3 separate regions of the Mus musculus genome follow, and regions 2 and 3 are each linked to region 1. A link is a contact called in public HiChIP or PLAC-seq data. All regions are on one chromosome and are shown on one strand. The core of a region is the stretch at or near the end of the contact, and the rest is flanking DNA. Distances in the headings are between cores, read along the strand shown.

Region 1 (3,398 bases), core at 337-2,836:
TGCCTTGAGTCTCAGAAGACAGTTTGGACTTTAAACAGCATTGAGTTTGTGAAGACTATGGGTGTTAGGCACCAATATTATGAAATATAGTGTGGCAAGGGGGTACCTGGTGGGCTCATGCCAAGGTTTGCCTGAGTGATTATGCCATGCAACAGGTCTGGTATAAAGGGGATTTACTGAGGGAAGGAAGAGGACTGAGGACCTGGGAAGGGGCGAGGCAGACGAGTGCACAGGCAGACAGACAGACAGACAGACAGACAGACAGACAGACAGAAGGGAGCAGAGCCATGAGGGTAAAGAAAGGGGATGGGGCAGTGAAGGACAGAAAGAGGGAGAGAGAGATGGACTGGCAAGAGAGAGAGAGGGAGAGGGGGAGAGGGAGAGAGAAAGATGAAGTGTGAGTGCGAGAGAGGGAGGGGGGCAGAGGGGGCAGTCCTTTTATGTACACCTGGCCCACCTGGTGGAGGAGGCAAGTGATGACATAAGCTGTTGCTAGGTTCCTAGGGGGAGCCTACTAAAATCACCTGTAAGCTAACAATGGGGACTTTTTGAAACAGAACTAAATGCATTTTGTGTTATGATGTGGCCACAATGTCCCCCATAGGCTCAGATACTTGAAACTTGGTCCCAGTTGGAGCTGATGTTTGAGGGGCAGAGGGGTTAGGAGGTACAGTCTTGCTGTGGGAGGTATATCATTGGGGCAGGATCTGGCTGCATCCCTGGGGGCCAGATCTAGGAAGTACATCACTAGGGGCAAGGGTCTGAGTGTTTGCTGTCTCACTGTGTTCCTTTCTCTGCTCTATACTTGCAATTTGCAAATGTAAGCTCATTAGACGTTGGTGGCACACATCTTTGATCCTTAGTACTTGGGAGGCAGAGGCAGGCAGATCTCTGAGTTCAAGACCAGCCTAGTATACAAAGTGAGTTCCAGGAAAACACAGAGAATCCCTGTCTTGAAAAATAAACAAACAAACAAACAAACAAACAAACAGAAAGTGAGTACTTAGCTTCCTGCTGTGGCCACCGTGCCTGCTGCTTGCAGCCACGCCTCCCTGCTGTGATTGACTCTTTTCTCTCTGTAGTATGGCTGACACACAATTCAGTGGTAGAATGCTTGTCTATTATGTGTAATGTGCGGTCCCTAGTACAGTTCAATCAATAAAGCAATCAATCACACACAATGAAAAGAATACTTTTGTCTATGGGGATCTAGATCTTGAATAGGTCTAAGAACAAAACACATCCCCTGGTAACCTAGCTGACCACACCTTGCCTGGATACAGGAGACTAAATGAGGAGACTCTGAGCTGCTAGCTGAGTGACTCTGGAGAGGAGTGGGTCTCAAAGACATCAAGGGTCACGTCCCCAAATAGTGACTCATACTATAAAATAACAGCCAACACGTTGAAATGCCTTCACATTTAAGAAGAGTTATTCATAAACGAAAACCATCTAAATATCTAAAATACCGGAAATTGTGGAAACACATTGCTCTGGCATTTATGGCCGATGTTTTGTCTCCAGTCGTCCCCGGGTTAAGATTTGACTTCCACTGTGCCAGCCTTTCCTTCACTAAGTTCCTGGATGACTGAGTTGTTTGGTCATGAGTGTGTGAGTCATTTCCTCTGTGAACAGACTGGCCTTGAAGTTAAAGAGTGTCAGCACTGTCAGACCAGAACAGGGGATCAAAGGCAGAGCCTGGAAAGGGGGTGCGTCCTTTATGCGCAGAGATATGCGATTCTTGGGGTTCATGGGAGTAAACTCAGTGTAAACTCTCAGGCAGGTCATAGGCCTCCTGAATTGAATCCCAGTTTTCAAACAGAAAATGGGTGGACATAAATACGCCTTAACACTCCTTTCAGTTAATATTTCACTTAAATATGGCCAGTATTGAGCGAAAGTCCCGTTCTGATATGAATAGGTGGCTTGTGATATTCTTTTCTCTCTCCTCTGCTGGGGATCGAACCTGGGACCTTGTGCATGACAGGCAGAGTCTCTAACAACTGAGCCACATTCTCTGCCTAGAATGTTTTTAATTTCTTTCTTTTTAAAATTGTGTGTGTGTGTACATGTGCAAGTGCGCAGGTGCCTGCAAAAAGCCAGAGTTACAGGCAGATGTGAGGCCTCACACTGGTGCCAGGAACTGAACTTGGGTCCTCTGCAAGAGCAGTGATCGTAACTGATGAGCCATGTCTCCCATCTTCATATAGGATGCTTTTTAGTGGGTTTTTGATGGAGTCAGGCAGTGGGTAACAGCTGCCCTCTACCCAGCACCCAGCATGTTCCTCTGCTCCCTTTACCAAGACTCGGCCACACCCTTGGAGAGTAGCCTCTAATAGCTGCCACTATCCAACACACCCCCGTGGCAAGCCAGGCTGGGTGACAAAACTCAAAGGAATGAGGCTGCAGTTACATATGACTCTAAACACTAAGGCCGATTCAGAGCTGTTTCTAGAGAGACACTTCTTGCAATTGCTTCTCTCCAGAGGCGCCCATGGGGGAGTCAATATACTGGCTGCTCCTGGTCCTGGTCCTTGAGACTTGGCTTAGGAAATAAGAGCCTAGGCCAGGGAGACAGGCTTCCCTCCAGGTGTCCTCTAGGGCTGCTGATCCAATAGTGAGCACATGTGGCAGGGTGAGATCACCTGCTGGGATGCTATCAATGACCCCATGTCACTACTGAGTGAAGTGGGGCCACATAGGGAGCCATCGCTGTGGTGGTCACCAGATCTATACTAAAAGGCTTCCGTGTTATAAAACTGTATCGATGGGGCATGGAGCATGGCACAGAGCAGCACCCTATTCCCCCCTTTTCATGGCAAACCAAACAGTACTCTCCTTGGAGAGTTCCCAAGGAGAGTGCAGGCACAGAAGAAAAGGAGGTAGACTACGTGAGCCTGAACAGCTTTCAGAAGTACAATCGGCCAACTCTCACACCCATCTTCAAGCATGTAATTCAAGAACTTTCGGTAAATCCATGAGTGGTGCACCACCCCACACGCCCTGGTGGCAAGCCCGGCTGAGTGACAAACTCCAAACGCATGAGGCTGAGGTGACAAATGGCTCTAAACATCACGGCTGACTCAGAGCTATTTCTAGACAACCACATCTTCTGCAGAGGCCCCAGCAGGGGAGTGGGCATGCTGCCTGACCCTGTCCACTGCACACAGAGGTGTAACTGCCCATTAACAGTCCCACCACTTCAAGGATGCAATTCAAGGGCTTTTAGTGAATTCATAGTGGTGCCATCTAATTCCGGATGATCTAATTCCGGACATCTTCATCCCCACAAATGCTGCAGTTTTGTGGGCTGCTCTGAGCACTCTCTATAGCCACTCTCTCTTGGAAGTCCTTTTGGGGTGCAGAAGCATCCTGGGCACTGCCTTCTTTTCTCAGCT
Region 2 (3,398 bases), core at 406-2,905, 350 kb after region 1:
ATTTTCTTCATGAATTGTCCTTCAATGTTTGCCCAGAACAGTAGAAAGCACATTTAAGGATGCCGAGAAGGATAGATGTGAGCTCCTATGACTTCCTGTTGTTGTGGTAGCTAAGATACTCTCAAGTGCGGTCCAGCACAGCTGCAATGCTGTCAAGCAGAGATGACCACAACCTTCTCTGTAGTCCTGCAAGTCTCTCACACCCGGGACACAGGCACGACCCTTTTCCTTTCTATAATATTTGATTTCCTGTCAAGGGGCTAAGCCAACGGAGCCAAGGGTCCAGATGTTCCCACTACTCCCATCAGTGGCCCCGCCTCCCCCCACCTGCACTGAGACCTCTTGCTCCAGGGAGATGCATCTTCCCTGTGTACATTTGACACCATCTGGAGACACAAATGCGTGACTCCTATTGCCTTCCCTATGCGCAGCAGACTCTGCACTAGGAATGAGTTATAGTTTTTATTTGTTTCTTTCTCTTTCCCTCGAGTCTTTGCTGTACCTTTGCATTAGCAATGTAACACACATGGTGAGAGGCTTTCAGATACAGGAAAGCATGGAGATGATCAGAACCTCCTCTGAAAGCAGCATCTTGCCAGGGCTTCCGGTGATACTCTGACATTTGTACTCTGGGCTGGGTGACACGTGCAGCTTGACATGTAGGCAGAAGACATGGTCTGCAGTAGGACCGGATGCTGCCTTTTTGGTTGACCTTGGTGTCTGGAAGGCTTAGGAATTATCTGCATTTCAGTAGGAATGCAAAGGGTCAGCTTCAGATCTGGGGGTGGAAGATAGATAATAAATTCCCATCTCCACAGACATCCATGCCACAGCTGGAACTGGTGAGCTAGCATTATGATCTTCTCTGTGGCTTTCCTCCCTAAATGTTATTTCCCTAACTCCCTAAATGTTAGCTGGAAACAGGGGAGGGTGGTCAGGAATATCCAGGTGAGCTCAGACATGGTCATACACATCCTTATGAAAGGAGCACCGGGAGATGTGACATACATGGGGAGAAGCTCACATGACCCTGGAGGCAGTGATGGAAGTGAGCCAAGCCCAAGTCAACACCAGAAGCTGGAGAAGGAGGGGGAGGCTTCTCCTCTGCAGTGTCCAGAGGGATGGAAGCCTGTCTGTATCGTGGGTTGCCACTTATTTCAGACTTCTAGTCTCTTTGTTACTTTAAGCCAACAAGAATGTGGCAGTTCATTGCAGAAATTACAGAAAATCAAGGAATCAAACAGAATAGGCCCTGGTATGGAGCCAGGTCCTGGACCCAAAACACACCCAGTGTCAGAAATCAGGAAGTCAGACAGACAAACAAAAGGATAGAAAAGAGGGGTAGAATCAGGATCCAGTGCACTTCAGGTCCCTCCCAATATATAATTCTCCTCTTTGTGTTTCCAAAAGCTACATGTCCTGGGGCTCAGAGATGTGGTTCCATCTCAGCACAGATTCGTACTGAGGGAGCTGCATGCTATCCAACCTGTGAGGATTCAGACAAAGCCCTTCAGGCATATGGCTCTCCAGAGTGTCCAAACGTGAAGCTGACACCTCAAGAAAGAACCATGTCCTGTCAGAATGAAACAGGGATGTGCCTGAGATGCCAGGGGTGGGTGGTAGCACCCATGCACTGGCTCTGAGGGAGCAGGGTTAATGGCTCAGAAGTGGACTCATGTATTAGTCAGCCTTTCAGCACTGTGACAGGATCCTTGATGTCTATACCTTAAAAGGAGGATTTGGGTTTGTGGCTTCAGAGGTTTTGTGGGCCCCATTGCTATGGACCTGTGATAAGGCAGAACATAACCATGGAGGGAGGAGCTGTGTGGTGGATGCTGCTCACCCCAGGGAAACCAAGAAGCAGAAACAGGGGCAAGATAGACCTTTCAAAGACATGCCCCTGGTGACTCACCTCTTCCAACCAAACCCTCTCTCCTTCTAGTCCCTTTAGGTTATGAACTCATTAGTAGGGTAATTCATTGGTAAGGTTGAAGTCAGAGTCCTCACTGAATCAGATCATTGATGAAGCCCGAGTCTTTATGATCCCTTCAATTCCCAGCAGCACTCTCACCTGGGGATGAAGCCTTTGGAGGAGCACTTCATGTTAGAGTTTGAATATGAAACTTACCTCTTATGCTCATGTTTTGAATACCTCATCCCAAGCTGGTAGCACTAATTTTAGAGGAAACTTAAGGAGGTGGCATCTAGCTGGATGAAGGTCCCTGGGTGTGGGTTCTAGGGACTATATTCTCTCTGGTGTCTTTACCAACCCCCTTCCTGCCTCCTGTTGGCAAAGGGGTGAGTAGCAGCCCCTTTCACAGACTCCTGACACCAGGATGATGCTCTCCCCATACTCATGGGGAAGAGTAACCATGGGCTGAACCCTCTAAAACCACCAGCCAGGATAAATCCTACTCCCTCAAAGGGTCTTTAGAGGGATTTGGTCTCAGTGATAGGAAAAGTGAAATAACACACCCCACATCTAAGCCACTCACAGCCATTTCTAGAATATCCTATCCATCCCCCCTTGTATGTCATATTTCATTAGACGTTAGTTGACTCCTAAGGGAACTTGATGGTGAGTTTGCTCTAAGGGTCTCTCAGTGGCCTTCCTCTGTCCTGGAGATTTCCCCTTGAGGTGTTTGTGCTTGCCACCAGACCCCCTTGGGTCCCTGACTGAACTGGCCAGAGAGCAGCTGTGTGTTGCTCTCAGATTTCTTACAGAATGCTGACATCATGTACAGTCCTCCCCAGAAACACAAGAGCCAGGTGGGTATGAGGCAGAACACCCCACTGATAATTCCAGGCTGCGGCAGTGGGTGGGAGCCAGAAACTGAGAACTGAGGTGGAAGTAGCTGACTGGGCTGGGGGTGGGGACTTCCTGTCTGAGCCTGTGAATGATAGGACAAACCTTCCAGACTTCAGGTGGGGGAGGCTGCTACCCCGGGTTTGTGGGCAATCAGTTACCCTTTCCTCAAAGGCAACGCTGTGAGAGCTGTTGCCCGAGAACAGACTCCCTCCCTTTCCCAGAGCTTGGACAGCTGCCAGAGCCTGTCTTCTGGTCCCACAGTCCTGGACTGATAGAGAGCTTTCGGCCATGGAACTGAGAAAGTATCTGACCTTAGTGGAAAAAGCCATCACATCTCCTAAAAAAAACCTGCTCTTCCTCCAAATGCCAATGAGATAAACACTTCCATTCTCCAAGTGGAGTCTCTTCCAGGCAGGAATAGCTGCTCGTTAAGTTTTCTGCCTTACACTTGTGGTTTCAATCCCCATTGGGAAGTTTTGACCATTTGCTGGGTGGGGATGGGTATACGATTAAGAACAAATGTCTTGGCTGTGTGACTGTCAAAGCCCCAGGGACACTAATGCATCCGTGGGATTCAGACTGTGACTCA
Region 3 (3,398 bases), core at 507-3,006, 310 kb after region 1:
TGTTTCCCCAAGAAAAAGAGGTCCCTTAAACAAAAAGGCAATCCAGATAATATTTATTTAGTCAACATTACAAAGACATAGACAAAGCCAGTAGTGCTTGAAGTTGTGTGTGTGTGTGTGTGTGTGTGTGTGTGTGTGTGTGTGTCTGCGTGTGCGTGTGCATGAGTGTTCGCGTGGGTGTTCACAGCTTCTCCAGAGTGCAGATGGTTGTATAAATAATCACTCTAATGAGTTCCTTTGTGTGTATGCACACACATACACACATATATACACATGTACATATTGGTTCTGTTCCTCTAGAGGAGTCTGCCTAATCCATTGAGGATGGCTTGGTCCATTTCCAGAAATCTTCTCTTTTGGCTGCTGGCTCCATGTCAAAGCCTGGAGCTCCTGGCTGTACCCTCCAGGGCGGTTGCTTAGTCCCTCAAATATCAGCTTTGTGGTTTGTGAAGGAGATGGAAGACTCACTTTTATACTGTCTTTAACATTAAAGGAGACAGCACCTGAGGAGCTGTGGATAGCTCCAAACTCCTTTTGTGATATGTAGCAACACCTGAATTCAGTTATTGCTTTAACTGCTGTGTGTTGACCAGCCACCATACATGGGATGCTATACATACTCAGGAATGTAGCAGCAAGAAAATAGGACATGAGATTAGCCTCCCAACCCTCTGTTCTGGGGACACGAGGCACAGAGCAAAGACAACACATTCTGTGAATGGCATGTTCAATTGTAAAGGTTTTTCAAAGGCTAAACCCTTAGAACTGGCTCTTGATTTAAACTCAGGATGGGAAGATGGCAGAACCTTCCCTAACACTTTGTAACTATGTGGGCTTTGTGGGGGTTGAGTGGGCTCTCTGTGTGTGTGTGTTGGTATGGGTGGGTGCACACAGAAGCGGAGACTGGTGTCTGTCAGTATGTATTTTTTATTGCTTCTTCAGTTTGAGACCAGGTCTCTCACTGAAGTCTTGTGCTTGCTACCTTATATAGAAAGGTTGGCCAGAAAGCCTAGGGGGACCCTCCTGTCTCCATGCCCCAGCAATGGGAATGCAGACATGTGCCATCCCACCCTGCCTGGCATCATGATGCAGGTGCTGAGAATCTGAACTTATGTCCCCATGCCTGTGCAGTGAGCCTGTCACCTTCTGAACCATCTCTCAGCTCTGTGTGGACTCCTCTCCTGAAAAGCCACCATATCCACCCTTACAAGGAAGAGTCAGGGGTTTTCATCATGCTGAAAAAGGTTTTGGCATGCACCCAACTTGCGGTTAGATTTAGTTCATGAAGTCTGGCTGTACATTTGAACATTTAGAAGCACAGTTCAACCACTTGATTTTTAGATTCGGAACAAATTGGAGGTCTTTATTCTCATACCTTCTCATGCTCCTGGGGCAATAAATAGACTTGGGTGTGGAAGGAAAACCCAGTCCCGCACACTTAACAAAAGTGGACCCCACAGCCAAGTACCGGCATGACTCACTGCCGTCCTGTAAGAACCAGAGGCCATTGCTCCCCTCCTGTCTGAAGTTGGTGGAGGTGGGTGTGGGGCTCAGACTGTTTTAGGACTTCAGGATAATTTAATAAATGAGTCACTTTCCACACACAGAAAGAGCCCAAGTATGCAGCTCTTCGGGAGGCTTTGGATGTATCCCATCTGTTCTTTGGGACTTTGAACCCACAGCTCTCTTCTGGCCTTAGTGATTCTAAGGGAACCTTCTGTGAAAAATGACTTAGCAACTCCAGCTCAAACACACAACATGTATACATTACTCATTGGTGGCCACATCAGGCCTGGCTTGATGGGTTTATAAAAAGTCATGACTGTGTAACAGTGGATACCTTGGAAACAAACAAAAAGCAAGAGCGAGAGGTTCATTAGAAAAACAGACTAAATAGAACAGATAAATTGTTTCTTGTACATACGGCTCTGGGAGGCCAAGCACTTGACCTTGAGGGCTAACTCAGAGGCACAGTTTAACGGTTGCTTCGGACAGTGTATGCCCCAGCGGGCCTCCACTGGGTCAGGTCTGTTTCAGGTGAGCATCCAGAGCAGCATTTCTAGGACTGGCTCATCTCTAAATGCCAGCGGACATGTCTAAGACTTATGTTTTCCTAGATGGAACCTCCTAGGGAGTAAGAGCACCTCTATTCCACATGGGTTTTCATAGAATATTTTATTAGTCCTTTGAGAGTTTCAAATATGTATACAATATATTTTGATAACCACACCCCTACTCCTCCTCTTAACCCCTTTCATGTCTACCCCACACACCACACCACCGACTTTAGGTCCTATTTTTTCCCAATAATTTACTTAGTCTAAATTGTGCTGCCAATATACTTCTGGGTATGGGGCAACCCACGGAAGCATGGTAATGCTAACAGGGACTGCATCCTTAATCCTTAAAGAAAATGGATTCTCCCTTCCTCAGCAGCTGTTAAATCCCAATAGTTCCTCAGGCATGGGCGGGGGGCCTTTAGTGCCCTCTTCTCCACTTCAGAATGGTGACTGGATTGATCTTGTGTAGTTCTTATACAGGCTTCCACAGCTGATGTAAATTCATGCATGTGATGGTCTGGTCACACTCAGATGATAATTTGAAGGAAACCAAGAGAGTTTTTGACTATTATCTGTAATTCTTCTGTTTATGTTCTTCTTTGTTCTTTATTATTAATATTGATGCTTTAAGAATTATGATTATTGTTTTTATTGTTTTTTTAAATATAGGCACGTTGTTATTGTTACTAAGACAAAGTCTTTCAAAGCCTAAGCTTGTCTCAAATGTGCTATGTAGCCCAGTCTGTCCTTGCATTTCTCCTCTTGTCTCCTCTTCAACCTACCACCCTTGATATTATTAATGTGTGCCACCGATCCCAGTCAGTATGCGCCCTGTTGAGTGGAGACTTGTATGCATGGCAGGATCCATGCTGAATGTGGTGGAGACAGGGGTAATAATGGCTGTAACTGGCATTTGTGGGTGTTGAACATGTAAGAGCTTGTCAGGCGCACTGTCACCAAGTCCTTACCACCTTTGACAAAGCATGTTTCTTCTACTATCACACCACAGCATGTACAAAGCTGCTCACTCCTGACGTCTACCTGACAATAACATCAGATCCCATAGACAGAGGCCTCAGTTCCCAGAACTGCCTCCAACCAACTTATCAGATAACAGGCACAAGCTCCAGAGAGCTTTGTCTGTGCCTCTGACAAGCAGAAATACGAACAGGGCACACAGATTGGGAACCAAGACTTTACAAAGCTGTGCCCATGGCACAAACAGGGAAGTTGGCAGCTCAGCCAAGAATATACCTCTAGAAAGCAGCAGTCACTCTGAGAGTCTGACCTCTGACGGGTGACTCCAGAACACATCCTTTATTCTCTACTCTTCCCCTT

What was found. HiChIP or PLAC-seq counts read pairs in DNA pulled down with a chosen protein or histone mark.
Region 2: an HNF4G HiChIP or PLAC-seq map of pancreatic cancer cells shows a contact between it and region 1. The contact joins two enhancer-like sites. A contact is called at or near these places in 1 of 39 promoter capture datasets (the 3T3-L1 cell line) and 1 of 115 datasets of contacts at active chromatin or transcription factors (pancreatic cancer cells).
Region 3: a contact with region 1 is called in an HNF4G HiChIP or PLAC-seq map of pancreatic cancer cells. The contact joins two enhancer-like sites.

What each region holds. Positions count from the first base shown.
Region 1 is chr1:91,022,354-91,025,751 of GRCm38.p6, reverse strand. It overlaps a transcript of Lrrfip1 not described here. Among named protein-coding and RNA genes, the nearest start is that of Lrrfip1, 29 kb to the left of the region's middle. Within about 2 kb of position 1,586, at least 143 of the 459 cell types and tissues checked have an H3K27ac peak or open chromatin away from gene starts, as enhancers often do. A contact at or near this core is called in pancreatic cancer cells, where this site is marked.
Region 2 is chr1:90,676,273-90,679,670 of GRCm38.p6, reverse strand. Gm9991 (a long non-coding RNA gene) reads right to left here. Exons shown (of 3, transcript XR_878398.1): 3 at 16-778. Among named protein-coding and RNA genes, the nearest start is that of Gm9991, 3.5 kb to the right of the region's middle. Within about 2 kb of position 1,655, at least 26 of the 459 cell types and tissues checked have an H3K27ac peak or open chromatin away from gene starts, as enhancers often do. A contact at or near this core is called in pancreatic cancer cells, where this site is marked.
Region 3 is chr1:90,717,214-90,720,611 of GRCm38.p6, reverse strand. No RefSeq gene overlaps it. Among named protein-coding and RNA genes, the nearest start is that of Gm35332, 15 kb to the right of the region's middle. Within about 2 kb of position 1,756, at least 43 of the 459 cell types and tissues checked have an H3K27ac peak or open chromatin away from gene starts, as enhancers often do. A contact at or near this core is called in pancreatic cancer cells, where this site is marked.